Linked DNA regions of Mus musculus: all the other regions are linked to region 4. Evidence: chromatin contacts called from public HiChIP or PLAC-seq and promoter capture Hi-C data. All regions are on one chromosome and are shown on one strand. Each heading gives the region's core, a stretch centred on a gene start, on an enhancer-like site or on the middle of the called end of the contact. The rest is flanking DNA. Distances are from core to core; before and after follow the strand shown.

What was found. Promoter capture Hi-C pulls out the DNA fragments that hold promoters and counts their contacts. HiChIP or PLAC-seq counts read pairs in DNA pulled down with a chosen protein or histone mark.
Region 1: a contact with region 4 is called in an H3K27ac HiChIP or PLAC-seq map of microglia, with 11 times the contacts expected there. The contact joins the enhancer-like site here to the promoter of Ythdc1 in region 4. A contact is called at or near these places in 5 of 39 promoter capture datasets (the C10 cell line, the HPC-7 cell line, hippocampal neurons and 1 more), 2 of 115 datasets of contacts at active chromatin or transcription factors (microglia and pro-B cells) and 2 of 9 other capture datasets (adipose tissue and macrophages).
Region 2: a promoter capture Hi-C map of hematopoietic stem and progenitor cells shows a contact between it and region 4, with 4 times the contacts expected there. The contact joins the promoter of Grsf1 here to the promoter of Ythdc1 in region 4. A contact is called at or near these places in 8 of 39 promoter capture datasets (the 3T3-L1 cell line, hematopoietic stem and progenitor cells, hippocampal neurons and 3 more), 3 of 484 Hi-C or Micro-C datasets (CD4 T cells, the G1E-ER4 cell line and pre-B cells), 8 of 115 datasets of contacts at active chromatin or transcription factors (embryonic forebrain, embryonic hindbrain, embryonic stem cells and 5 more) and 2 of 9 other capture datasets (adipose tissue and liver).
Region 3: an H3K27ac HiChIP or PLAC-seq map of bone marrow-derived dendritic cells shows a contact between it and region 4, with 8 times the contacts expected there. The contact joins the enhancer-like site here to the promoter of Ythdc1 in region 4. A contact is called at or near these places in 3 of 39 promoter capture datasets (cranial neural crest, hippocampal neurons and pre-B cells) and 4 of 115 datasets of contacts at active chromatin or transcription factors (bone marrow-derived dendritic cells, embryonic stem cells, neural tube and 1 more).
Region 5: a contact with region 4 is called in a promoter capture Hi-C map of cranial neural crest. The contact joins the promoter of Csn3 here to the promoter of Ythdc1 in region 4. A contact is called at or near these places in 2 of 39 promoter capture datasets (cranial neural crest and hippocampal neurons).

Annotation. Positions count from the first base shown.
Region 1 is chr5:88,507,463-88,512,819 of GRCm38.p6, forward strand. No RefSeq gene overlaps it. Among named protein-coding and RNA genes, the nearest start is that of Jchain, 18 kb to the right of the region's middle. Within about 2 kb of position 1,764, at least 66 of the 459 cell types and tissues checked have an H3K27ac peak or open chromatin away from gene starts, as enhancers often do. A contact at or near this core is called in the HPC-7 cell line, adipose tissue, macrophages and 3 more, where this site is marked.
Region 2 is chr5:88,672,331-88,677,601 of GRCm38.p6, forward strand. Grsf1 (G-rich RNA sequence binding factor 1) reads right to left here and starts at 3,841. Exons shown (of 10, transcript NM_178700.5): 1 at 3,428-3,841; 2 at 1,363-1,519; 3 at 275-430. The coding sequence starts at 3,781.
Region 3 is chr5:88,628,293-88,633,560 of GRCm38.p6, forward strand. It overlaps Rufy3 (RUN and FYVE domain containing 3), which reads left to right. Exons shown (of 18, transcript NM_001289774.1): 8 at 2,245-2,314; 9 at 4,147-4,239. Among named protein-coding and RNA genes, the nearest start is that of Grsf1, 45 kb to the right of the region's middle. Within about 2 kb of position 2,784, at least 77 of the 459 cell types and tissues checked have an H3K27ac peak or open chromatin away from gene starts, as enhancers often do. A contact at or near this core is called in bone marrow-derived dendritic cells, where this site is marked.
Region 4 is chr5:86,802,940-86,807,760 of GRCm38.p6, forward strand. Ythdc1 (YTH domain containing 1) reads left to right here and starts at 1,327. Exons shown (of 17, transcript NM_001347375.1): 1 at 1,327-1,652. The coding sequence starts at 1,625.
Region 5 is chr5:87,921,986-87,927,190 of GRCm38.p6, forward strand. Csn3 (casein kappa) reads left to right here and starts at 3,594. Exons shown (of 5, transcript NM_001356570.1): 1 at 3,594-3,693. The region is part of intron 2 of 1700066N21Rik (RIKEN cDNA 1700066N21 gene); the gene reads right to left.

The DNA.
Region 1 (5,357 bases), core at 514-3,013, 1.7 Mb after region 4:
AGCATCTACCTTAGCTCTCGAATCTCCACCCTGCTACTGCTACCCACTTCTACAGTGGATGACGGAACCTAACAGTTGCCCTCTGCTGATTCTAACGTAGCTAGGTATGACCTCCATTTCCCAAGAAGACAACTTATACAGAATAAAATCATATCTGAAGGTAACAGAACATAAGACAGTCCAGAGGCCCATACATACCATCTGTGGCAGCATCTCCAGAGGCACAAGTCAGTTCTCTGAGAAAAGCTTGGGCTTCTCACTCTGTGCATGGTGAAGTAGAATGATGATGCGCAGGGTCCAGCTGATCTTATGAGAATTAGACATGGCAGGCATTATCATGGAGACTCTTCCTCCAGGTTTCTGGATCATCTAAAGATGTCGACAACACATTTAAATTTGGCTGTTCAGATCAGAGTAACAAATTTAATACTTTTTGTGGGTGGTGGTGGTGGTGGGTTTTGGTTGGTTGGTTGGTTGTTTGGTTGGTTGGTTGGTTGGTTTTTGTTGTTGCTGTTTTGTTTGTTTGTTCATTTGTTTGTTCTGTTTTTTTAAGACAGGGATTCTCTCTGTAACATCACTGAATGTCCTAGAACTCATCTCATAGAACAGGCTGGCCTCAAACTTACAGAGGTCCACATGCCTCTCCCTCCCGAGCTGGAATGAAGGGGTGCCCATGCCCAGGCATTTAACACATCTTTAAAGAGAGTTTTGAGTTACTTTTATTGTTTATTTAGGCATTCCTATCTGTTCCTCTTGTCACATTTAATCCAGTTTCAACTACCACCTTCAAAATATAATTTATCATTGTACTGGCTGGTTTTGTGTCAACTTGACACAAGCTAGAGTTATCACAGAGAAAGGAGCTTCAGTTGAGGAATGCCTCCATGAGATCCATCTGTAAGGCATTTTCTCAACTAGAGATCAAGGGGGAAGGGCCCCTTGTGGGTGGTGCCATCCCTGGGCTAGGAGTCCTGGGTTTTATAAGAAAGCAAGCTGAGCAAGCCAGGGAAGCAAGCCAGTAAAGAACATCCCTCCATAGCCTCTGCATCAGCTCCTGCTTTCTGATTTGCTTGAGTTCCAGTCTTGACTTCCTTGGAGATGAACAGCAGTATGGATGTGTAAGCTGAATAAACCCTTTCCTCCCCAACTTGCCTCTTGGTCATGATGTTTGTGCAGAAATAGAAACCCTGACTAAAACAACCATGTACTCATGAAACCAAAAGTCGTTACTAAGAGCCAAAAAGGGAACCAAAAATGTTGACCTTAAAACAGACAAGGGGGGGGGTGGACAGACAAGTCTGTTTCTACTTCATTAAACCTTAAAGTTTCAGTGTGACTCAGGCTAACAGCTCACCCCTAAATGGAAATGTAAAATAATCACCATTTTACCACAGGATATAATATTTACTTTTATCCACCTGTACTTCCTTGCCTCTCTGCCTCACCTTATTCAATAACAGCCTTTTGCTCTCCCTTTGAATGTTTTGAATATAGAGGCCATTCAATTTAAAAACACCAATCAGCTGATTACAAGAAAGAAAGAAAAAAAACCCATGCTAGCAGAGGAGAAGCCCTCCAAACAAGAAGGAAGGAACAAGCTGAACTATAATCTAACACAGAAAGAACTGCTCAATGAATAAAGCTGTGCCCACTAACCCAGACCCTACAGCACGCAGGTCAAGACCCTCTGCTCCCATAGTGCCTCATCTCACACACAGTCCTGCCCTGGTGCCCAGCAGCATGCATAAGGAAAGGCAATATTCTTAGACTTCCCTAATGATTCTTCCTCTTTGTCTGGCTTGCATAATTCTAGAAGATTCTAACTCTCTGAGTGTGAAAATCTCCATTTGGTTAACATTGTTCCAAGACTATGCCAAGCCTTAATGACTCTCTTCCCTCATGGCTCATAGTGCAACTCATCTCTTACCTCCAACCATATTTGTAATATATTGTGTGCAAAGTTTTTCCTATTAGTTCTGCCAATAGGTGAAATAGGAACATATCTAGAAAGTAAAAAGAGTTGTTTTTCCTTCACATATCTCTCAGAGCAACTAGCAATTGTACTAGCAAAGTAAATGAATGTTCCATAAACACAACTTTCTCTTTAAATATTTTTAAGTGCTTACAATTCATAATTTCTTTTTTTATTAGGTATTTTCTTCATTTACATTTCAAATGCTATCCCAAAAGTCCCCCATACCCTCCCCCACACACTCCCCTAGCCACCCACTCCAACTTCTTGGCCCTGGTGTTCCCCTGTACTGAGGCATATAAAGTTTGCAAGAACAAGGGGACACTCTTTCCAATGGTGGCTGACTAGGCTATCTTCTGATACATATGCAGCTAGAGACACGAGCTCTGGGGGGGTCCTGGTTAGTTCATATTGTTGTTCCACCTATAGGGTTGCAGATCCCTTTAGCTCCTTGGGTACTTTCTCTAGCTCCTCCATTGGGGGCCCTGTGATCCATCCAATAGCTGACAGTGAGCATCCACTTTTTTGTTTACCAGGCACTGGCATAGCCAAACAAGAGACAGCTATATCAGGGTCCTTTCAGCAAAATCTTGCTGGCATATGCAATGGTGTCAGCGTTTAGAGGCTGATTATGGGATGGATCCCCGGGTGTGGCAGTCTCTAAATGGTCCATCCTTTCGTCTCAGCTCCAAACTTTGTGTCTGTAACTCCTTCCATGGGTGTTTTGTTCCCAATTCTAAAAAGGGGCAAAGTGTCCACACCTTTTTGATCTTCTTTCTTCTTGAGTTTCATGTGTTTTGCAAATTGTATCTTGTATCTTGGGTATTCTAAGTTTCTGGGCTAATATCCACTTATCAGTGAGTACATATCATGTGAGTTCTTTTGTGATTGGGTTACCACACACAGGATGATACCCTCCAGGTCCATCCAATTGCCTAGGAATTTCATAAATTCATTCTTTTTAATAGCTGAGTAGTACTCCATTGTGTAAATGTACCACATTTTCTGTATCCATTCCTCTGTTGAGGGACATCTGGGTTCTTTCCAGCTTCCAGCTATTAAAAATAAGGCAGCTATGAACATAGTGGAGCATGTGTCCTTCTTACCGGTTAGAACATCTTCTGGATATATGCCTAGGAGAGGTACTGCGGGATCCTCCGGTAGTACTATGTCCAATTTTCTGAGGAACCGCCAGACTGATTTCCAGAATAGTTGTACAAGCTTGCAATCCCACCAACAATGGAGGAGTGTTCCTCTTTCTCCACATCCTCGCCAGCATCTGCTGTCACCTGAATTTTTTATCTTAGCCACTCTAACTGGTGTGAGGTGGAATCTCAGGGTTGTTTTGATTTGCATTTCTCTGATGATTAAGGATGCTGAACATTTTTTCAGGTGCTTCTCAGTCATTCGGTATTCCTCAGGTGAGAATTCTTTGTTTAGCTCTGAGCCCCATTTTTTAATGGGGTTATTTGATTTTCTGGAGTCCACCTTCTTGAGTTCTTTATATATATTGGATATTAGTCCCCTATCTGATTCAGGGTTGGTAAAGATCCTTTCCCAATCTGTTGGTGGTCTTTTTGTCTTATTGACAGTGTCTTTTGACTTACAGAAGCTTTGCAATTTTATGAGGTCCCATTTGTCGATTCTCAATCTTACAGCACAAGCCATTGCTGCTCTATTCAGGAATTTTCCCCTTGTGCCCATATCTTCGAGACTTTTCCCCACTTTCTCCTCTATAAGTTTCAGTGTCTCTGGTTTTATGTGGAGTTCCTTGATCCACTTAGATTTGACCTTTGTACAAGGAGATAAGAATGGATCAATTCTCATTCTTCTCCATGATATCTGCCAGTTGTGCCAGCACCATTTGTTGAAAATGCTGTCTTTTTTCCACTGGATGGTTTTAGCTCCCTTGTCAAAGATCAAGTGACCATAGGTGTGTGGGTTCATTTCTGGGCCTTCAATTCTATTCCATTGGTCTACTTGTCTGTCGCTATATCAGTACCATGCAGTTCTTATCACAATTGCTCTGTAGTACAGCTTTAGTTCAGGCATGGTGATTCCACCAGAGGTTCTTTTATCCTTGAGAAGAGTTTTTGCTCTCCTAGGTTTTTTGTTATTCCAGATGAATTTGCAAATTGCCCTTTCTAATTCGTTGAAGAATTGAGTTGGAATTTTGATGGGGATTGCATTGAATCTGAAGATTGCTTTTGGCAAAATAGCCATTTTTACTATATTGATCCTGCCAATCCATGAGCATGGAAGATTTTTCCATCTTCTGAGATCTTCTTTAATTTCTTTCTTCAGAGACTTGACATTCTTATCATACAGATCTTTCACTTCCTTAGTTAGAGTCACGCCAAGGTATTTTATATTATTTGTGACTATTGTGAAGGGTGTTGTTTCCCTAATTTCTTTCTCAGCCTGTTTATCCTTTGTGTACAGAAAGGCCATTGACTTTTTTTGAGTTAATTTTATATCCAGCTACTTCACTAAAGCTGTTTATCAGGTTTAGGAGTTCTCTGGTGGAATTTTATGGTCAATTATATATACTATCATATCATCTGCAAATAGTGATATTTTGACTTCTTCCTTTCCAATTTGTATCCCCTTGATCTCCTTTTGTTGACGAATTGCTCTGGCTAGGGCTTCAAAGACTATATTGAATAGGTAGGGAGAAAGTGGACAGCCTTGTCTAGTCCCTGATTTTAGTGGGATGGTTTCAGCTTCTCACCATTTACTTTGATGTTGGCTACTGGTTTGCTGTAGATTGCTTTTATCATGTTTAGATATGGGCCTTGCAATTCATAATTTCAAAACAAAATAATTGTTTCTCAGATAATAATAAGCATCTTCTAAAACATAATGGTGTGTAGAAAATGTGCACTAGTTACAGAGTATTTGAAAAAAGATGAAAGGGAAATTGAAACAAAAAATACCATATTTTGAGCTATTTCCACCAAATCTTTTGTCATGTGTGGATGTATAAGGGGTGTTCTAAAAGTCATTATTTTCTATAATATAGTCTATTTTTCTTTGCTTGTAACATCAATTTCAACAAAATTAAAATATTAGAAATTTCATTCTTATGTCTATCAAGAATTCTGAAGTATAGCATTGTGTCAGTTCTTTCATTGAATGACCAAACACCCAAAAAGCACAATTTATGGGACAACAAGATTACTCAGTGGGTAGCACTCACTTGCTGCCACACCTGAGAACCTCAGTACAAAAGCCCAGGGCCCACATCTTGGAAGGAAAGAACTGACTCCTGCAAGTTGTATCTGACCTCCACATAGGTACTATGGCAAATATGTATACACACACACACACACACACACACACACACATACACACACACACCAATTAGTAAAAAACTTAACTTCTA
Region 2 (5,271 bases), core at 2,591-5,090, 1.9 Mb after region 4:
AAGGGATGTGACACCTGCTACTGTCAGGGTCCCAGCATTCATATCCATATTATATTTATACACACACACACACACACAATTTCACTTTCACAAGCTGTAAAATAATACCTAAAATTTTGTTTGAAAAATGCTATAACAAAACCTAATTCTAATAGTAAACTAAGATCTTTAAGATGTGTAACATTTAATCACTGTATCATTGTTGAAGATTTTATCACAACTGCCTTGAAAAGTTTAAAGTCTAAAGACCCCAAAGTCAGCCTGAGTCACACACCTTCCACATACCGCTGCCCCATGTACATCCGGTGCTTTTCTAAGGCCTTCTGTACATCCTGCTCGGACTCCATCTCTATTAAGGCATCGCCCCTCCGTTTCCCATCTCTATTTAGGAGGAAATGTATTCCATTCTCACTGTTTCGGATTCTGCAGTCTAAAAATATATGGTTAAAGTCATTGAACACAGAAGGCAAAGCTTTGTCTCAATTTTACACATCACAACAATGCAGGAACCAAAAAATGCTTACCGAATTCTTCAGTTTTCAAATATACTTTTATTATTATTTCCCCTCCCCCGACTTCTCCCAGATTCTGTACATAAGCTCAGGCACTGAAACCATCCAAATGCTAATGAAGGGGGCAGTCTAAAAATGTTCCACATAGAGAAGATGGATGGCATACAGCTTTAATCTAGCACTCGGGAGGCAGAGGCCAGCCTGGTCTACAGAGTGAGCTTCAAGACACACAAAGAGAGTGCTGGGGGGGAGAGGGCACAGCAAACCAAGCACAGAACGCATCATTTCCCAATCATTAACCAGCAACTGATGTTCATTCTTAGTTGTCTTTCTTTAAAAACATGTCCATAAAGTACTTTCTGTAAAAATAATCATTACAGTAATTAACTTTACAACTTTATACTGCCCATTTCCTATGCAAACCCAAAAAATAACCGGTGAGTGGCTTATAAAATGTCTGATTCATATGACACCATCTTGTTTACATTAGTTGATACATTCAGTTTTAAGAGGAAGACTTAAAATCACAGTCAGATAGCAGCAATAAAAACTGACCGCACAGTGGGAAATCTCTCAAACGTATTAAAGAGAACTCAGTTCAATGTACGAGTTATATGTCACGAACAGCTCCTCTAGCTATTCACATAGTAAAACATGACTGTTAACTGGCGTCACACTCTGTAACTTCAGCATTACTGACTTCTGTTATATTCAGTCTTAAATCTGCATGTTCTGCATATAGCATCAGCACATGGTATGGAAGGGTCATTATCAGCCAGAACGGGACTATTCCTCACCCTCACAGCTGCCTCCAACAAAACTGCTTCTTTAAAACAGACGTAAGACATACCTGAGAAAAAGTTAAGAACATCTTCCACAGTGCAGGACCACGGCAGCCCCTGAGCTCGAATGAGATAAACATCATCCACCTCGTCTCCTAGCTTGGATGGGCTCAACTCGTACTCAGGCAGTGGTGGGAGGTCTTCCAGGTAGGTAGTTTTGGATTCCTTTCAAGAAGAAAACAATCGTAAAGACATTTCTTTGACAACCTACTTAGAAAAACTGCTTAACTCTACAAACAGATGCAGATGAGATTATTTCAGAGGTGAGAAGCACACTTCTCCACCCTCTGGTTTTGTTTCGTTTGAAAAGTGTTCGCCCATGTGGCCTAGGCTACCCCAAATGCACCACCATCCTGCCACAGTCTCCCAAGTGCTGGCTACCAGGCTAGCTATACCAGGATGGCTTTGGTTTACGTTTATATTTTATATCCTAAGGTGATATACAAGTACATTCCAGTGGTAGTACTACCACTAAGGGCAGGGCTACTTTCCAAACCCTGGGAGTAAGAGTACTTTCATTAAAAGCCATACAATGACAAATTATACCGCTTAATTGAAAATCACCCCATACACAAAACACAACCTCAAACCATCATCTCAAAGCACTGATTATCTGGAACAAGGCAAGATACAGAACAAGATGCCTTAAGTGTTATAATAAAAATACAAAATCCTGTAAATTAAAAAAATAGAAAACTACAGGGGAAAAAAAGAATAAAGATGGGAGATATAAAAGATAGGACATTACAATTTGGGAGGGGAGGGGAAGTGTTAGCATGTGAAAAACAGCAAACACATTTGCCCAAACTGGACAGTAAAATGAAGAGCCAAAGGCAAAAGGCACAGCAGCTGGCTATTTTGTGTTGGGCTCTATGAAGGGATACTTCACTTTGTAGGCAAAGGAAGTTAATAAAAAGGCATTGGGACATGGGTAAACGCCTTGAAAAGACTAATGTAAGAGAAAGTGGATAAGGGAAAAAAACAGAAAAGGCAACAGCAGAGACAGGCGCGGCAGGGGGCTCAAACTGCTACTTTCTGTTTCCCCAGAATTCCATAAACATCTTTACAAAATAAATAAGTAAATAAATAAATAAATAGTGCAGCAGAAAGTATTGGGCCGGGATTCAAATCAATTAGCTCAGCTACTGGCAGACATCAGCCATGCAGATGAACCACCCAGATATCACTAATTCAAGCAGACGCAAAACTAAATTAAGATAAACATGGCCAGTGGCGTTACCAGGTTAGGTAGACACTTCCCAGATGCCACATAAACCGCAAAAGAGAAATGTCCCACATATACAGAGGACCAAATATTTGCAATATGAATTCTTACAATGTCTTTCTGAAAAGACGGGAAACAAGGGAAAAGATCGTGGAGTGACAACCGAAGCCCCCAAGTCCTCACCCACGGACGCCCCCGCCCCACACACACACGTTCTCTCCCAGTTTCCCACGGTCTCCCCACAGCTCTCCGCGTCCGCAGAGCCCCGCTGCACCAAAGGTCCTTCTGTCAAGGCGAGTGGACTTGCAGAGGTGACCTTCAGTCAGGTGGACCGCCCGCCTCTCCCCGCGGACAAGGGAGAGGGACGCGCGGGGGCTGTCCCAGGCTAGCCCACGCTCCCGTGCGCGCGGGGCTGCGCGTCGGTGGCCGGCCGAGGAGGCCCGAGCCGCCCGGCCTACCGCTCCCACCGCACGCACGGCCGGCCCCGACCCTCCGCGGGCTCTGGCCGCTCAGCTTCACCTCCAGCGGGCATAAGGCTAGGGGGGAGTCGGGGTGGGGGGCGTCGGCGGCGCCCCCAAAACCTACCATGGGCCCGGCGGGAAACAAGGCCTCTACATTCACCCCAGCCACACTTACACTGCCCAACCGCCCAGACTCGGAGGGAACAAAACAAGAAGAGCCGGGGCCGTGAGAGCGTCCCTTGTTCCCGTGCCCAATAGGAGGACGGAGCGGGAGGGAGGCGGGGGTGCGGTGCGTGCCGCGGATCCCCGGGCGCGCACGCGGGGCGCTCGCGGACAGACCGACGCGGGCGCGCGGCCGCCGAGGGTCCCGCGCGCGGCGCCACGTACCTGACTGTAACCCCGCGCCGGGCCCGCGGCGGCTGCCAGCGATCGCGGAAACAGCGGGGCGCGCAGGGCCGAGTAGGACGCGGCGGCGGCCGCGGCGGCGGAGGGACGGGCAGGGATGGGACCCGCCAGCCTCCCGGCGGCCGCAGGCCCGAGCTGCAGGCCCCGCGTCTGCGAAGCGGCGGCCGCGGCGGCCCCGAGGAGTAGCAGCAGGCGGCGGCGGCCAGAGACGCCCGACGGGAAGGTGCCGGCGGCGGAGTAGAAAGGCAGGCAGGCGGCGCCGGTCCGCCGGCAGCTGCTGCAGTTGCAGCCGCAGCCCCGGAGCAACGCGCCTAGCACCCAGCGCGTCCCGGCCATCGGCTCCGGAGGCGGCGCGGGGCCTGGAGGTGGCCGCTGTGGCGCGAGCGGAGGGGAAGTGGAATCCAGGGCGGGGGAGGGGGCACCGGGCACATGCGCCGCGCGCACCCGGGGCTGAGACGAGGCTCGGAGGCGGAGGTGAGCGAGCGGCCCCGCCCAGGCTCCGCCCTCGGGGCGGGGCTTTCCCGCCGGTAAGGGTGTGGGTGGGGTGACCTGAGCGCCTCCAGAGTGGAAGTTGTCCCAGGCTCTCCTGCTCAGGTTAGAGCTGAGGTCTGCGGGTCACCGAGGCCCGGCGAAGTTTCCGGAAGGAATGGGTTACCTAGCTCTAAAACGTTTTGGGACGACGCTGAGGGGGCGTTGATACCCCAACCTCAAAATTCGTGCAGAAGGCCAACTTTGTTTTGAACGGAAGCACTGATTTTATAGTATATGTGAGATATGTATATAATATTTATCATATATTATATAAAATAAAGCCTTCCTTAGACAATATAGTCACAAGTGAAGGTGTAGAGATTTGCAAATAAATACATGAGTGGTTGTGCAGTTTTCTCCTATGTGGCAAGGACCTGTCAAAGGTAAAAAAATAAAAATAAAAAACTAAAGACAAATGGGAGTTCTTAGAGTAAAAATATGAAGGAGAGGCTGATTGGTTGTGGCGGGGGTGGGGTTAGGAGGCATCTCTGTGACTGGGTAGTGTAGTTCCGTGGCAGGGTAATCGCTTAGATCACCCCAACCTCCTCGTGGGGGTGAGGAGACCAATATAGGGCTCTCTATCGTGGAAAATCTTAACATATTTCAAAGTTTTTGAAATTCAATTCTTGTTCAACTTCCAGAAGTAAAGAAACCGCCTACATTTTCCACTGTTTCACCTTTATCCCAGTGCCAGCTCTAAAACTTTTTTTTTTAAGTTAACTATGTAATGGCAGTCATCCTATGGTATTCATCTTAAAACAATACGGACTTTTTTATTATTAGTTTAATGTATTAATATATGGGTGTGGCCACGGAGACCAGACAAGGGCATCGGATCCCCTGGCCCTGGAGTTAGAGACAGCAGTGAGCCATCATGCAGGTGGTGGGAGTTGAACCTGGGTCCTCTGAAAGAGCAGCCAGCACTCTAGACCCATAAGCCATCTCTCCAGCCCCAGTACAGACTTTTGAAAGGTTACGTTCTGATAAGTTACCTTTGAGACATTTAAGATGGTTGGGCTTAAACTTTGGCTTGTTTACTCTGGACTCCTTTTAGATTTAAGAAAACCAGGTATTTCACAAATGAAAACATATTTCTGTCCAAGAAGGAAAGAATAGAAAACCTGACCGGCTTGTTCCTTTTATACCCGAGATGTGTAGAAGAGGTTCTTCCTCTTTTCTTCGGTGAGACACAAACCCTAAAGCAGTGGCTGGCAACCTTCCGAATGCTACATCTTTACAACAGCTCATCTTGTGGTGCGCCCCCCCCCCAACCATAAAAGTATTTTCATTGCTAC
Region 3 (5,268 bases), core at 1,534-4,033, 1.8 Mb after region 4:
GGATTACAGAACATATGATATGTATGCTTCATCGTAGCCATGGATTAAGCCACCTTCTGCATTCCTAGTGGTGGGTAAAGCATCCACTATTTTAATCCCTTACCCATGTTTGTGCGCTTGCGTCTCTCACTTCCACACTGATTGACATATTACCTTTCACTCCCACAGGTATTTCAAACTTGCCAGGATCAGTTTGATATTCTTGTGTTAAAATCGGCTTAATAATTTTAGAAGAATTATTAACATAGTGATTAATTATTATCTTGTTTGTAGCTTATAGAACTTTCGTAAGTTCTGTTATGAAAGCCATTCCCCACCACTACCACCCTTCTCTCTCTTGAGACAGGCTTTTACCATGTGGCCCTTGACTGGCCTGGAACTTTCAGCTGGCTTTGATCTCATGGGGATCTACTTGCCTCTACCTCTAAGTCCAGGGATTAAGGGTGTGAGCCACCGCACTCAGCATAAATCTATTCTTAAATGACCTATAATCAGTTTCAAGTTCCTGTATGCACAGAGGCAGAGTACAGTATGCTTTGCAGATCTTTGGTCACATTGATAAAGTAATATTCAGATGGCCTGGGGACTGGAGAGATGGCTCTGCAGTTTTGAGCTCTGACTGCCCTTCCAAAGGACCCAGGTTCAATTCCCCCTACCCAAATGAGGACGCACAACCATCTGTAGCTCAAGTCCCAGAGGCTCTGATGCCGTCTTCTTGCTTCTGTGGGCACAAGCACACACATGGTACACAGACATACATACAACAGAATACCCATGCACGTTACAAAAAAATAAAACCTCAGAAGGAAACTCAGGCACAGTTTATTAGAACTTAAGGGAAAACGCCAGGCAGGCAAGCCACGGGTGATAACAGCTGCCAAGGAGCTGAGGAGGGGAAAATCCCATCTGTATGTACACAAGGAAAAGATACATCCCAGTGGGAAAGGAAAAGGCCCGGTAACCTGAGCCTGGGTGCAAAAGCCGTCAATGCTCTGCCCTGGCGGGCAGGGGCAGGGAAGACGTATTTACTTCAGTTGCCGGAGTTCTCCTCATGGTCTACTAATTGGGCTCTAGGTAGCCTGGCTGTGAGGGTGTGTCTAAGATGGAAAGGCAGTAACCAGCTGTATGTGTTTATGGTCAGTTTGCCGCCTTCTACCCGAATCGCAGGGCCGGGAAGGAATGCCTGCACCAGCTATTACAGTCAGTTTGCCTTTGACTTGTGACTTGGGGCTAATTTAAAGCCAAACCTGTGCCCTCGGTGTCTCTGTAACCTCGCAGTCGCAGTTTGTTACTTCTAGATCTGTCTCGACTGCCTGGATGACCGGGAAGGCAAACACTTGAGAATGAGTTGGGAGCAGCTTGGGGGTTTTCCACAATAGTGCTTGGTAGTGGCATCCTTTATATTTTTTTATTTATGTATTTATTTTTGATTTTCTACCATGCTATAATGACTGATGTCTTTCGTCTCAGAGGAAGCTAGCATATTGACATTCATACTTCAGATGGTACCTACAGAAAGGATGGTGACAAAGGACCCTTTTATTTCCTTTCTTCATTCCTAGCAACCTTTCACAGTATCAATGTAAATTTTGAGTAGTCTTAGTTCCAGCTAGCAAATTCAAGAACAATTTTAAGTCAATTTTCTCTGGGGAATCAAGAAGTAAACATGGCCGTAAAACTCTGTGACGACATCAGCCAAGCTAAGTTGTGGTGATATTTGACACTCCAGTACGAGCTCTACTCTTCTTACCTTTCTGTGTCTGTCTCCATGTGAGTTACAGACACCTGACTAATGCTGTTGAGACAGGTTAACAACAGAGTGCAGTGAGACACCGCAGGAGTAACTGCTGTATGCATAGGCTGTGATGTCTCGGGTCGCTAGGGAGAGCTTAGAACGCATCATATCACACTCACTCGGTGATTTCACAGAACAAGTACTGAGTACAGCCTCCCATGCCGAGGACACAGCATCGAAGGGCACAGTTCTTTGTATGCTGTCTGAGAGCAAACAAGTCTGGCAGAAATTGGGTGCATTAAAGAGAGTATTAGAATCCAGAGATGATCAAAACATGTTGTATGTATGCATATATGAATAATCATAAACCCACTCTAATTAATAAGTACTACTTAAACTATTAGATAGTTGATATAGACTGCTAAGTGTGGTGGGGTTAGGAAGGCAAGTGCAGGCCGTTTTCCTGTTTTTCAAAAGAAACTTAACATTTTGTTTTCTTCTCTCAATAGTGCAACTGTAAACAACCTTCAGACAAAAGTAGATCTGTTAGAAAAATCCAACACTAAATTGACAGAAGAAGTAAGTGTTTTGGAAATTATTTGACCTGTAAAAGTTAATATTTTACACTTAAGAGACTGATCACTCCTATCACCTTGGACATGAAGGGTTTGACTTTTCAGATGAGAACTGCTATAGAAAAGAACTGCTTGTCCGGGCTGGGTGTTCAGGACCTGATTTTCCCACTGCAGTTATATAGCTGTGCTGCCAGGCAATTGTGTGAGCAGCCTGGAGTATTTAACATACAGCATGATACTCAGGATTCAGTAAGCATTTAGGCCACTGTTGATGTGGTGCAACTAGACAAAGACACCTTACCACCACCTCTTTAGACAGAGCTTTCTCTGGAACACAGCTCTGACCCCTGCCTGACCAGTCTTTGCTCTAGAATATGGCTGACACAGCAGCACTGGCCAGGACCCAGTGGCCCTGCTTCTGAGATGAGCCACTTACTGTCATGTGCGCCTGACTCACTTGCTCACTTGACCTCTGAGAAAGCCCGGGTCCCCCACTGGCTGCAGAGGAGGGTGCTCAGACTTCCTCTTTCAGCCCTACAATGACTCTGGAGATTAGGAAAGAATACAAATGTGAAAGCTCTCAGGAAAGTCCATAGAACAAGAAGAGAAACCCACGTTTGAAATCTGCTTAGGAGGTGAAATCTGTAGCTTAGCCTGTGTTTAATAGAATGTTTCCATCAAGATCTAAGTACAGTGATCCAGATTGCAAAGCTCATTTGCTGTTTCTAATTGCCTATTTATGTACAGTGAGATAAACTTGGTTTAAATAAATTCAGTGCACTAATTGGGAACATGCTAATTAGTTTTTCTTGAGAACATAGATAGATGGATAGATAGATAGATAATATATTAATTTTGCATCTTTTTTAAATAGTCTTGTTTAGCCCACTCTGTCCTTAAACTTAAACCCCTGCCTTAGCTTCCTAAGTGCTGGAATTACCTGTAAAAGATCTTTTGGAGGGTTCATAACACAACTCCCATGACAGCAAGTAATACCTTATGAACCCCTGTTTAGGCAGTGTGTCACTGTCTTCTGATCATTTGTTTTTGAGACAGGACCTCACTCTGAACATTTTAGAAGCATTCTTCCTAGATGTGTTTAGAAGGTAGCCATGGAAATGCCCTTGAAGTAAACACTCGTAGTGTTGAAGTGTAGGAAGAAGGTCACAGAGCAGGCAAGGTCCCCGAGTGCATGGTGTGCTTGCTGTGTAGGCATGAGGACCTGAATTTGGATGCTCCGAACCTGGTAAAAGGTAGGCATGGTGGCCTGTGTTTGTGGCCTGAGCCCTCGGGGCTGGACACGGCAAGTCCTAGGGCCTCACTGGTAGCCATTCTAAGCCAAAATGTTAGCTTCAGGTTCAGTGAGAGACCTTGCCTCAAGAGTAAGGGAGAGAGACCTAAAGGAAGACTCTCAGTATGAACCTTTGGCCTGTGCGCCCGTGTACACAAGACACACACACAACACGGGCACACACTCAGAACAATGTATTCACATTTAAAGAAGCAATATTGGGTGGTTTTTATTTTTATTTTACCTACTTGAGAGATATTTCTCCTATGTTCCTCATTAGGACAATTATTTTTCTGAGATAGAATCCCATTTTGTAGCTGAAGCTAAAGAGAGCTTAGTAGCCCCAGCCTTCAGAATGCTGGGGTTACAGGTGTGCACCATATATCTGGATGATAGGGAAAATTTTAGTGGGTGATGGATAGCTTCCCTTAGCTATAGAGTCCTAAGGATAGTCAAGCCTGGAAATTATGTCTTAGCAGATCATAAATTATTCTATTTAATCAAAGAATAAAAGGTTTTGGTTTTTTTTTTCCTTTGGTCAACAGCTTGCCGTTGCCAACAACAGAATTATTACCTTACAAGAAGAAATGGAACGAGTTAAAGAAGAAAGCTCCTATCTACTGGAATCCAATCGGAAGGTAAATCCTTAGGAGGTCCTAAGACGTTTGTGGAGAGGAAGGACTGTAAGCCACAGGGCAGAGTCTGCGGTGGGCACTGTTGCGTAGCAAGCTTACTCTTTACTGTGTGTAACCGAGAACAGGGCACAGCTCAGAGGTTCTTGCCCTTTGCCCTTTGCCCTTTGCCCTTTGCCCCGCGACAGCTCCTTGGCATCACCGCTGCTTATGTTTGTTTAGAGACTTGGAAAGTGGCTGTGCCAGGAAAGACTAATTCAAGCTCTTGTTTGTGTGCACTAATGGTTTGTACTGTGATCAGTGGTTAAAATCTTAGCAATGAAACTGGAGACATGGCTCAGTGATTAAGAAAGTTGTTGCTCTTCCAGAGGACCTGGGTTCAATTCTCATCTCCCACATAGCAGCTCACAGCCGTCTGTAACTACACTTCCGTTCTAGGGCATCCAGTTCCCTCTTCTGCCCTGTGAGGGCACAAGGTGCACAAGTTTGCCCAGACATACATGCAGGCAAAACATGCATGTTTTTAACTGTGATAATAAATACACCACTATTTTTACACAACTACTCCTTAAAAGTGAGTAACCTCATTATCTGTTGTCAGTGGGAAAGATTTAGCATGTAAATGAATTTTCTAAATACCTTCAAAGACCAGGCTGGTTGGTTGGTTAGTTGGTTGGTTTTTGTTTCACTTTTTTCAAGGGTTTTTCTGTGTAGCCCTTCCTGTCCCAGAACTCCCTATGTAGACCAGGCGGGCTTTGAACTCAGAGTTCTGCCTTCCTCTGCCTCCCCAGTGCTGGGATTAATGGTGCACAGCACCACTGCCTAGCCAAGGACCACGCTTTTATACAGTGTAGTTTTGCAAACCTATTTTATATTTATCAGTTCCATCTTACTTTATTTTTGATGTTATTCTTGGAGATAGAGGCTCACTGTGTGACCTCAAACTCTTGCCCCTGCCTCCTAAGTGCTGGGCTTATAAGAGGCTTAGGGAGCATAAAGTAATGCCCGTAGACCTTTCAATGGATTGGCTCTATA
Region 4 (4,821 bases), core at 77-2,576:
CATCAGTCTTCACCTCCACAGGAGGGCCTCTGTACTAGCTTTTCTCCATAAAAAGGGGTCTTATCACTATAGCAACTGTCTGTCTGTCTGTCTGTCTGTCTCTCTCTCTGTTTTCCAAGTCAAGGTTTCTCTGTGTAGCCCTGGCTGTCTTGGATCTTGCTTTGTAGACCAGGCTGTTCTTGAACTCAGATATCTGCTTGCCTCCTCCCTAATGGGAGGATTAAAGGTATGCATCACCCTTTTCTAGCTAGCTTTTTTTTTTTTTAATAAAGTTCACAATTTTCTTTTTCCCTTTTGTCTTTTTTCTTCCTTTCCATTTTTTTTTGTTTGTTTTTCTTTTGAGCTAAGGTTTCACTGTAGCCCTGGCTATCCCAGTACTGTTCACTCTATAGACCAGGCTGGGCTCTAACTCAGAGATTCCCCTGCCTCTGCTTTCAGAATGCTGGGTTTCAAGGTGTGCACCACCACTCCTGGCGTCAGCACAACTTTCAATTTGTTTACTCAAACCTTGGCTGCCTTAACTAGAAGATAAACTCAGACTTCCTTTGAGGGAGAACACATTTGTTTGTTTATTTTTGAAGCAGGGTTTCTGTGTAGCCATGGGTGTCTTGGAACTCAATCTGTATGCCAGGATGGCCTCGAACTCACAGGGATCCTCCTGCCTCTGCCTCTGCCTCTGCCTCTCCAGTGCTGGGATTAAAGATGAGCCCAAATACCACCCAACAATAAAGCTATTCTTAACCCCTGGTCCTAGAACAATATTTAAAAAGAAGTAGTAGACACTACTAATCAAATAAAAGAAAATTAAATATATAAAAAAGACATAGCCGGGCAGTGGTGGTTTATGCCTTTAATCTCAGCACTTGGGAGGCATAGGCAGGCGGATTTCTGAGTTCGAGGCCAGCCTGGTCTACAGAGTGAGTTCCAGGACAGCCAGGGCCACACAGAGAAACCCTGTCTCGTAAAACCAAAGAAAGACATAACACCCTTTCTGATGGTGTCTCACACTAACCATTCAAGGCCTTCCAAACGTTTCTGGTGAGATGTCTGCATCCTTGAGCTGTAGGAAGCACAGCAGAGAAGCCTAAATACCGATTATCCTCTGGAACGAGGGCGGTTCCCTGGACGTCAAGTTTGCGCGCGGGGCGGGACGACGTGCCGAAGTCACGCCCTCTTACGTCCCGCTTCTCGCTCCAGTCCCCGTCCCCGCCTCCGCCCCCGCCCCGGTTCCCCGCACTGTGACGTTCCGCGAGAGGCACAGAGCGTAAACAGCGCAAGGCATTTCGGGAGCGGGATTGTTTCGCGCAGGAAGCAGGCTCCATTTTAGCGCCGCCCGGCGTCGCCATCTGTGTCTCTCTCCTCCCCCTTGTCTCTGTGGTGGCCGAACCCCAACAGGAAGGCTGAAGCCCGCGCCGACCGAGGCCAGAGAGCCAGGCGGGAAGAGAACCAGAGCACGGGAGGAAGGGTTGCGCGTAGGAAGCTGAGTGGAGCAGGTCAGGTCGAAGCGCGCGGCCCGCCGGACGGACTGACGGACGGACTCGTGCGCCTGCGGCCGCGTCTGCGGCGCCCGCGCGACTCGCGTCCCGGCGGCGGCGGTGGCGGCGGCGGAAGCCGGAGGGCAGCCATGGCGGCCGACAGCCGGGAGGAGAAAGGTGAGTGTGGAGGACGGGGCCTCGGGGCGGCCGGGCGAGGGGACCTAGGAGCCGCGGCCTGCGGGCGAGGCGGGAGGTTAGGGCCTCGCGCAGAGCAGGCGGCCGCATCGTGACCCGCTCCTTGCGAGGCCTGGCCTGCTGGGCCCGGCGTCCTCGTCTCTGCGGCGGCTCCCACCTCGACCAGGGCTTTGCTTCTCTCGTCACTCCCGGGAGCGGTTGGGAGAGGGCTTGCTTTGAGGAACTTGCCCCCGGGCACGTTTCCTGGCCGGATTATGCGGATGTAATGCGTATTTTTCTGAACTGTCGTCTTTTTGGTTGACTTTTTTCGAAAATAACGTCACAGTTAGCATTGTTAGACTAGTGAGTAGACTAGTTTAATTCATTCAGGTGGATTATTAATCATGAGAAATACCTGTAAGTAGCTTCTCACTGATCTTTTGGATAAGCTAAGAATCGCTTCTTTTATTCCTCGAGTATTTACTTTGGAAAGAAAGATATTAGGAAAAAAACAAACAAACAAACAAACACCCATGCCCCTTCTTCCAAAAGTCCTAGCAACGGATCTCCCAGAATAGTGCAGAGTTCTCAAAAGATTCAGCGAGGAATACGTAGGTGGAGGCTAGAGAGACTTGGAAAGATAAAAAGAAAACATTTTAGTTGATAAAATGTCATTTCTTCTGAAATACTATATAGAGACCACAGATGCCAGTATAGGATCCAGACCATAGAAGATACTCGTCTAGATGGGATGCAGTCTTGAGAGAGTTCTCAGCTCTGGGACTATCGCGACAGTCTTAGAAGAAAATAGTGCACACTTGCTGCCCTGCATTTCACAAATCTCTGCTTGTGGCTCATTAAATTTGAGGTGGAGATTTGTTAAGTGGGCTGAACAGTCATTAAAGCTTTTTTCCACTTTTCTGGTCTGTCTTGAGTGGGAATATGTTTAAAGATCTGTCTTTGTCATAAGCATCCTCCCCCCCCCCCCCCCCTTAGGGACATGGTTTCCATGTAGCCCTGCCTGTTCTGGAACTTGATTTGCAGACAGGCTGGCCTCAAACTTGAGAGATCTGCCTGCTTCTGCCTCCTGAGTGCAAGGCATGTGCCATCACTGCCCAGTTGAAGCAATTCTCGATGCACACATTGCAGTTTATTTTTTATTCTGAAACTAAACCTGTTCCTCGAGACATTCTGAAGGACTGTGAAGGAAGAATTCTGATAGTGAATAAAGGACTATCTTATTATATAAAGTCAGTTGTAAAAAAAAAAAAAAAAACCTGAAGATCCTTTCAACCTTTGATTGGCAGGATAAGATTTATGACTTAGTAGTTTTGGTGGCTGCCATGGTAGATGAACCAAACACAAAAGCGATTAAAATTCAGTTGTCAGTATAGTTTCTATTAAAGTGAAGATAATTTAGAAATCAGTAATATACAACAATGCACAGTGAAGTAATGATCATTTGCTTTTAGAAGTGGACTTAATATTGAAGATGCACTTTAAACACAAAAACTCGATTATTGAGTTGTGATGTCATTCGTCACCAATGCTTAGAATATTTGGAAATAGTTTTTTAAAACTTAATTTTTCTAATTGTGCTTTATTTGAATTTTCTGGTACAAGTGACTTTTTTATAGTTAAAATCAAGATTATTTCTCTATACTAGCAGCTAGTAAATACCTACTGGAAGTGCTTAGTGTTACTTGATCATTGTCACTCACCTATGAAAGTCAGTATTAAAACGAATAAGTACCTTTAATCCCAGCACTTGGGAGGCAGAGGCAGGCAGATTTCCGAGTTCGAGGCCAGCCTGGTCTACAGAGTGAGTTCCAGGACAAGTCAGGACTACACAGAGAAACCGTGTCTCGAAAAAACAAAAAACCAAAACAAAAAAACCGAATAAGTAATACTTAAAGAAAAGTGAGAATGTTAAGAGAAATTTGTATCATTTGTTATGTGTTTAACAGGAAAGTACGAAGATTATAAGAATCTTAGTCATAATGGTGGCAATGTAGGCCTTTAATCCCAGCACTTAGGAGGCAGAGGCAAGTAGATCTCTTGAGTACAAAGCCAGCTTGGTTTACAGAATGAGTTCTGGAGCAGGTAAGATTCCTTTTTATGGGAGAAGAGAAATGTCCCATAAAAAGGAATCTTAATCATGCTAAAACTTAAGCCTTTAATAAATTCATAACTTTTGGAAACTCTTGATTAAAAAACAAGTCTCAGAAAATAAGAAAGTTGCAATTATGCGTGTTAATCACAATGAATTTTAGAGTCATAGGAATTCTTAATTTATTGGGCTTTGTAATAAACATCAATTCCTGTAATGTTTCAGTTAATCCTCTATACTTGGATAGTCTACCAGCTCCCTGCTATTTTTGTGTTGATTTGTCCAAAAAGTTGACTGTTAATGTGAGTTTTTTAAAAATAATACTGGGAAACAACAGCACCTTGTGTATTCCATGGATTTTTCTCTATGATGAAGAAATGCACATCTTTTCTGATAAACATTTTACATGAATTTTATTTGAATCCCTACAGGATATAGTCTACAAAGAATAGTTAACCCAAAATGTGTATGAATTTTTGCTTTTGTAAGTAATTGTCTACATTTCCAGATCGAAAGCTTCAGGAGGGCAAGGGGTGTGATTGTCTTGTTTGTAGGTATCTTTTAAAGTATTGTGTCCTCTGTTCCTTAAATATTTATGTGGTTCGACTTTAATGAATAACAGCATAAGCATTGTAAAGTACAGAGCTGAGTTTTACTTACTCTCATGCATCATACACACAAGCTTCTGTGTATATAGCGTGTATAAACCTGTATACATGCTGTGGCTAGCACTGTTGGGAGCTAGTTGCTTGAGGAAGGGCTCTATAAAACAGTATGGGTTTGATTTACATCTCCTTTCATTTTGGATCTTGTTTTAGTTTACTGGTAGTAGAAGTGGGAAAATAAAGAGATACTATCTTTGGGTGCCAGTTGGTTATATGGAAGGTGGAAAATATTGATGGGAAGGTCTCTCTTCAAGTCTCTGGACATCATTTAGAAGAATAGTTGTTTTCAGGCTGGAAGTATAGCTCAGTAGCAAAGTATAGTTGTTTGCTTTTGTGAAAACCCTAGTTTGGTTCCCAGAACCCACATGTCAACTACCATTGTTCCTTACTCCAATTC
Region 5 (5,205 bases), core at 2,344-4,843, 1.1 Mb after region 4:
GTAGATTTGGGAGATATGGCTACCTGAGGCTTTTCTGTTCTTCTAATTTATTGTGGAAAGAAAGAGACACGATTAAAACCTCAGGATTTTTCTCTCCAGCCTCTGGGAATATCAAAGCACTGTTCAGAGAAGCAGAAGACATGAGTAGAGGGCTAGTTTAGTAGCCCTTTCTGCAGGGCCAGGAGAATCGACTTCACACGTCAGTCAAGATATTATACATAGACGCTGGACACCTGACCTGGAGGACAGTCAAGTAAAAGACACTCACTGGTGGTATTTCAGGGGAGAAGAATGGGCTGAGTTAACCAAAATCATACCAAGGACAGGAAGAGAAAAAAAAAACTGAACAAAGGTAGACTCAGAGAGAGTCCTGGAAAGTTCTCCTAAGGTTGGGGACAATAAAAGGAACCAACAGAGAAGTTGAGAGCACCTGGTGATTTATAAAGAGGAACAAAAGCATTTCAGCAAGAAAATCCCCGAGTGCAAAAGCTTGTAGGAGCTTCCTGAGAAGAGGAGACAGTGAGGAGTGCTAGATTTGAATGAATAGACATCTGTGGTTTTGAAAAATGTTAAAAGAACAGATGGATGCCTATCAAAGTAAATATTATATAGGGTTACACAGGCCTAAACCATATTAGAAAATAATGCATTATGGAAATAGAAATTGCTCTCATTCCTTACCTTTTGTCTGTGTCTTTACAATAACTACAGAAATCTAGAGACACTAGTTACTGAGGCATCAACTCAGCTTTGCTCTAATGCTAAGGTAAAAATCATGTTCACTCTGAGCACCAGGAGACTTGGAGTATCTCCTCCCAGTCTCTGAAGATTCTGTCTAGACCAGTGGTTCTAAATCTTGCAAGTGCTGCAACGCTTTAATGCAGTTCATCGTGTTGTGGTAACCCCACCCCCAACCATAAAACTCTTTTCCTTGCTACTTCATAGCTGTCATTTTGCTAATTTTATGAACCATAATGTAAATATTTGATATGCAGGTCATATGATATGTGGTCCCGGTGAAAAAGTTGGGGAACTCGTGACTCCCAGGTTTAGAAACCCTGCTCTACACATTCTATACAATCAGATAGTCTGGCTTTGTGTTATTTTCCCTAGTGTCTCCTTTTAATAAGAACTATGCATGTGCTAGCTGTTGATTTAAGTCAATCAACTGCAAGAGAGAAAACTTGATATTATACCTAACCTTTACAAAATGCAATTTCTATGAGAATATTGTTGTAGGTTTTTATGATTATTATTTACAGCTAAGATCTCATACAGATTTTTATACTAAAATGCCCATCATTCCGGTAAGAACTATGTATAATAGGAAACTGAAAGAGCTCTTTGCACTGAAACTGCTGTCAGAAACATTGTCCTCTGAGAACACAATAGTTTATTGAGATCTTTATAGCACTAATGAGGTAACCAAGAAGTCAAATTGAAAGTCAGGAAAGAAAGCTACACTTATATGAATATCAGCAAAGAAATAATAGTTATAATGGTTATCAGAGGTTTAAAAGAACAAAATATAAGCAAGGTGTTAGCAACAAGAGTAACCATACGTAAATAATTATCTTCCCACTTACTTAAATTGTTTTCACATTGCTTGAAATAGTATCGTCATAGCAACCTCCTCTCAGCCCCTCTAATTGAACAATTATATGGATATACACTCTTAGGACCCATAGGAAAGAGTGCTGGGAGCAGACTTAGACGCTTCCTGTCTCTCCTCTCATAGTATGAGGTTGCTTTGCATTCAGAAAACCAAAGGTGGTGAATCTGTTTCAGACTACTAAATATCTACAGCCTGGGTCTTATTCAGCAGCATATTATTCTCCTTAGAGATCTAAAGGTGTGAGAGTTGTAGATCCCTTTTGCTCTCCTTTGAAGAACGACAGAACATCAAGATAGCTACATGTTTGAGTTTACTTAATTCAACTCAAAACCTCAGCAATGACCGCTCAAAGCTACTCAGACTTAGACTGCCTTAGACTAGAATGTCCCATGCCAATAGCATTTGAGTAAGTGTTGGACTTGACTGTGCACTGTGTCGTGGTAGAAGTGACTGGATGTGTTTTAGTTCACTTTTTTATTCAAAATGCCTGGAACACGATGTGAATAATCCGAGTGGGTCAGAGGATACAGTGTAGCTTTGCAAGCCCCTCCCTTTGAAGTGAGTGAGTGGTTGACCCACGCCAGAAATGCTTTTCTGAAGAGAAGGGGTCCCAGAATTCACTCAGCTATTCTGGACACATATTCCCCTTCTGAAATTATATATGTATGTGTATAAATATATATATACACACACACATATATATATATATATTTTTAGATACATTTGAGTCTTTTTTGGTTATTTTTTAATCAAATAATAAAACAGCTTAAAGCATGTATTCTTAATTGATGATTGAGAAAGGACTGGAATGGAATAAAGCATCTTCAGAGTCTGATGAACCATAACCAGACCATAAATGTCCACCTTTATTCCTAGGCCCTTGAGGCAATAGGATGACCTGACAGTCTCCATACACAGGCTGCTTGTATATTGTGTGTGTCAGAGAAAGAACGAGAGAAGCAAACTTCTAAGAAATAGAAAGCCAGGGCTTATTGTGGAGAAGCTGCACAAGTATTCTCAGGATTCAGAACAATGTTCCCTGCTTTCTAAGACGTGTAATGGTTCCCAGAAACAGGCAGGAATACATAAAAATTATACAATGCTGACATTATTTCTGCTCTGCATTCTGGCTGCTCTGCAGGGATTCCAGTAAATACCTCTGATGAGGTTTTCACAAAGCAAAGTCATTGTTAGCATTACCCTGGGGTGGGGGGAGGGACAGGTAAAGCAGGATATCATTTAGGCAAAATACATGTTTGGCTTCATTTTACTAAAATTTTTACAGCATTGGCAGTTTTGCAATCCATGCGCTAAATCAGAATGATCTGACTCTAAAATAGAACAATGATTCCTAACTCAGTTACTTAATATTGGGCATCCAAAATGGGACACTTTAGGGGTTCATTAAAACAGCATGTGTTCAATGTTTGAACAATTGAGGAATACACGCTGAAGCAAAAACGCAAATGCTCAGCCTTCACAGCAAAGAAAATGTTTCATGCATGAATTTAACTTACAAAACGCACACATAATTAAGACTGCTGATTTTTATTTTTAAAATAAGTAGTTGTACATTTGGAAGAACAATGACCAACATGGACCATACTAAATATAAAGTCCCTTGAAGACATAGTTCTTCAAGTAAAAACACTTAAAATGTGAAAAATAATTGTGGCTATTGGGTTTTAATTTTATTTTAGCAATAACTTTAGTTTCAACTAGATGAAATGATAGAGGTTAAGAATGCAATTAGTACATTTGTATACATTTTCCTATATTTTTAGAAAGCACAGGACATTCATTCTTTAAGGAGTTTGGTTGTTTTCCCTGCATGCTTATGACTCACATCTGTTTCCGGCCTGCTGTGTGCTGACTAAGACTGACCTGCAGGTGACCCTGGTGACCTCAAATCTTGCCTTTCTGTCATCATCCTATTGGGTGAAAAGTAGGAGGGAAATGAGATCTGACTACCGGTACTAATACCCTGTAATTAGTCTCCGTTATTTATCTTGGGTCTTCTCTGCAGCTAAGAGGCCGGGCAAACCCTACTGCCAAGCAAGAATTGACTCCAAATAAAGGTAACTAACCATCTGCCCAGGGCAGTGATGATGTAGAGTAGCTACTTCGGAAACCATCAAGGTTATTTTGGAATCACATTTCCTTTAACTATGCTTTGTCTTAAAGTCTAGGTTTGATACTGTCAAATTATATGAGACATTGTTAACTATAATATTTATAGTAAGCCTACTACTGCTATAAAAAGAGAGGGTTAATTTTTCAGAAAGATAGAACTATAATACTCAAAATAGTCCAATAATTATCTTCAAATCTTATCTCTACCTAAAACTCATAATTCCTTTTATTATAGTGTAATTACATATCATATCATATCTTATTATATTATATTATAACATGCCTTTCAAAGCTAATTTAATTCATATTTTCAAAAATCATGTCTCCTTAGAAAGTGACAGCAACAAACACAAGCATATACCACTATGTATCTGCTATAAAGTAAAATCTTAGCTTTCTACTGAAAAGGAGTTCTTATCATTTAATGTTAATATATATAATGTTACATATGTTTATATGTGTTATATATTATGCAATGTGATATCTATAATGAAGTGTTAATGTAAAAATAAAATAAATATTAAAATATATTCTTTAATTATTGAAGAGGAGTCTGTGATTAAAACAAAGAAATATTATTTTTCAGGTAATGATTTGAAAAGGTAATTAGAAAATAATGGATTTAACAAGGAATTCTATCCTCTCAAGAAAATATTTTGCATAGGTTTTACAAACTTGATTACACATGAGGTATTAGAAATTCAGTGATTTTTTTTTAAGAGGTGGTTCTGGAGTCAGTTTAGCAAACAGCCTTTCTCATCATCAGAGACTCACATCAGGAAAGATAAATGGGCTTGATATTCTTTCCTTTTTCCTCCTGCAGGGTAGGGTCATATAGGTGTTGATTCTGTGATACTTATAAAGCTTATTTTTCCATAGCTCATGTTTACACAAGTGTATCAGAAACAATAGCTTCAGTAAAATACAGTATTCTCACCACAAATACAATATATGCTAACATATTAGAAGTTTTAAGTGTTGTGTTATTACCTAAGAACTATTAAAATTAAATGAGGAGAGGACTTTGTTAGGAAAAGACTAGCTGGTGTGTTTAACTTGCTCAAATATGTTTAAATTGCCATGTCTATACTGCATTAAAGCAGCGAAATCAGTCATATCATGTATATTACTGGAAAAGTAAACTTACATTGTGACAAACATTGCCTCCAATGAGTTCCTGTGATATATTGATTAAGGGCCACAGACATGACCCAGTTTGAGGTCCTGTAACAAATGTAAAGCCTAGAAGGAGGAAATTATTTCCCAATTGTTACACTGTCACAGGAGATTCCGGGTTCAAACCCTTGTCTTCTCACACTGCGTGATTTTCAGTTCATGGAGCCACGCCTTGGTCTGTAGCACAGAACACCAAAATCTTTACATTTTGGGTTCTAAACTTGCTAATTTTCTCTCCCTCAGACAGCACATCAGTTAGAACATCTATGATGTTCTCTAGC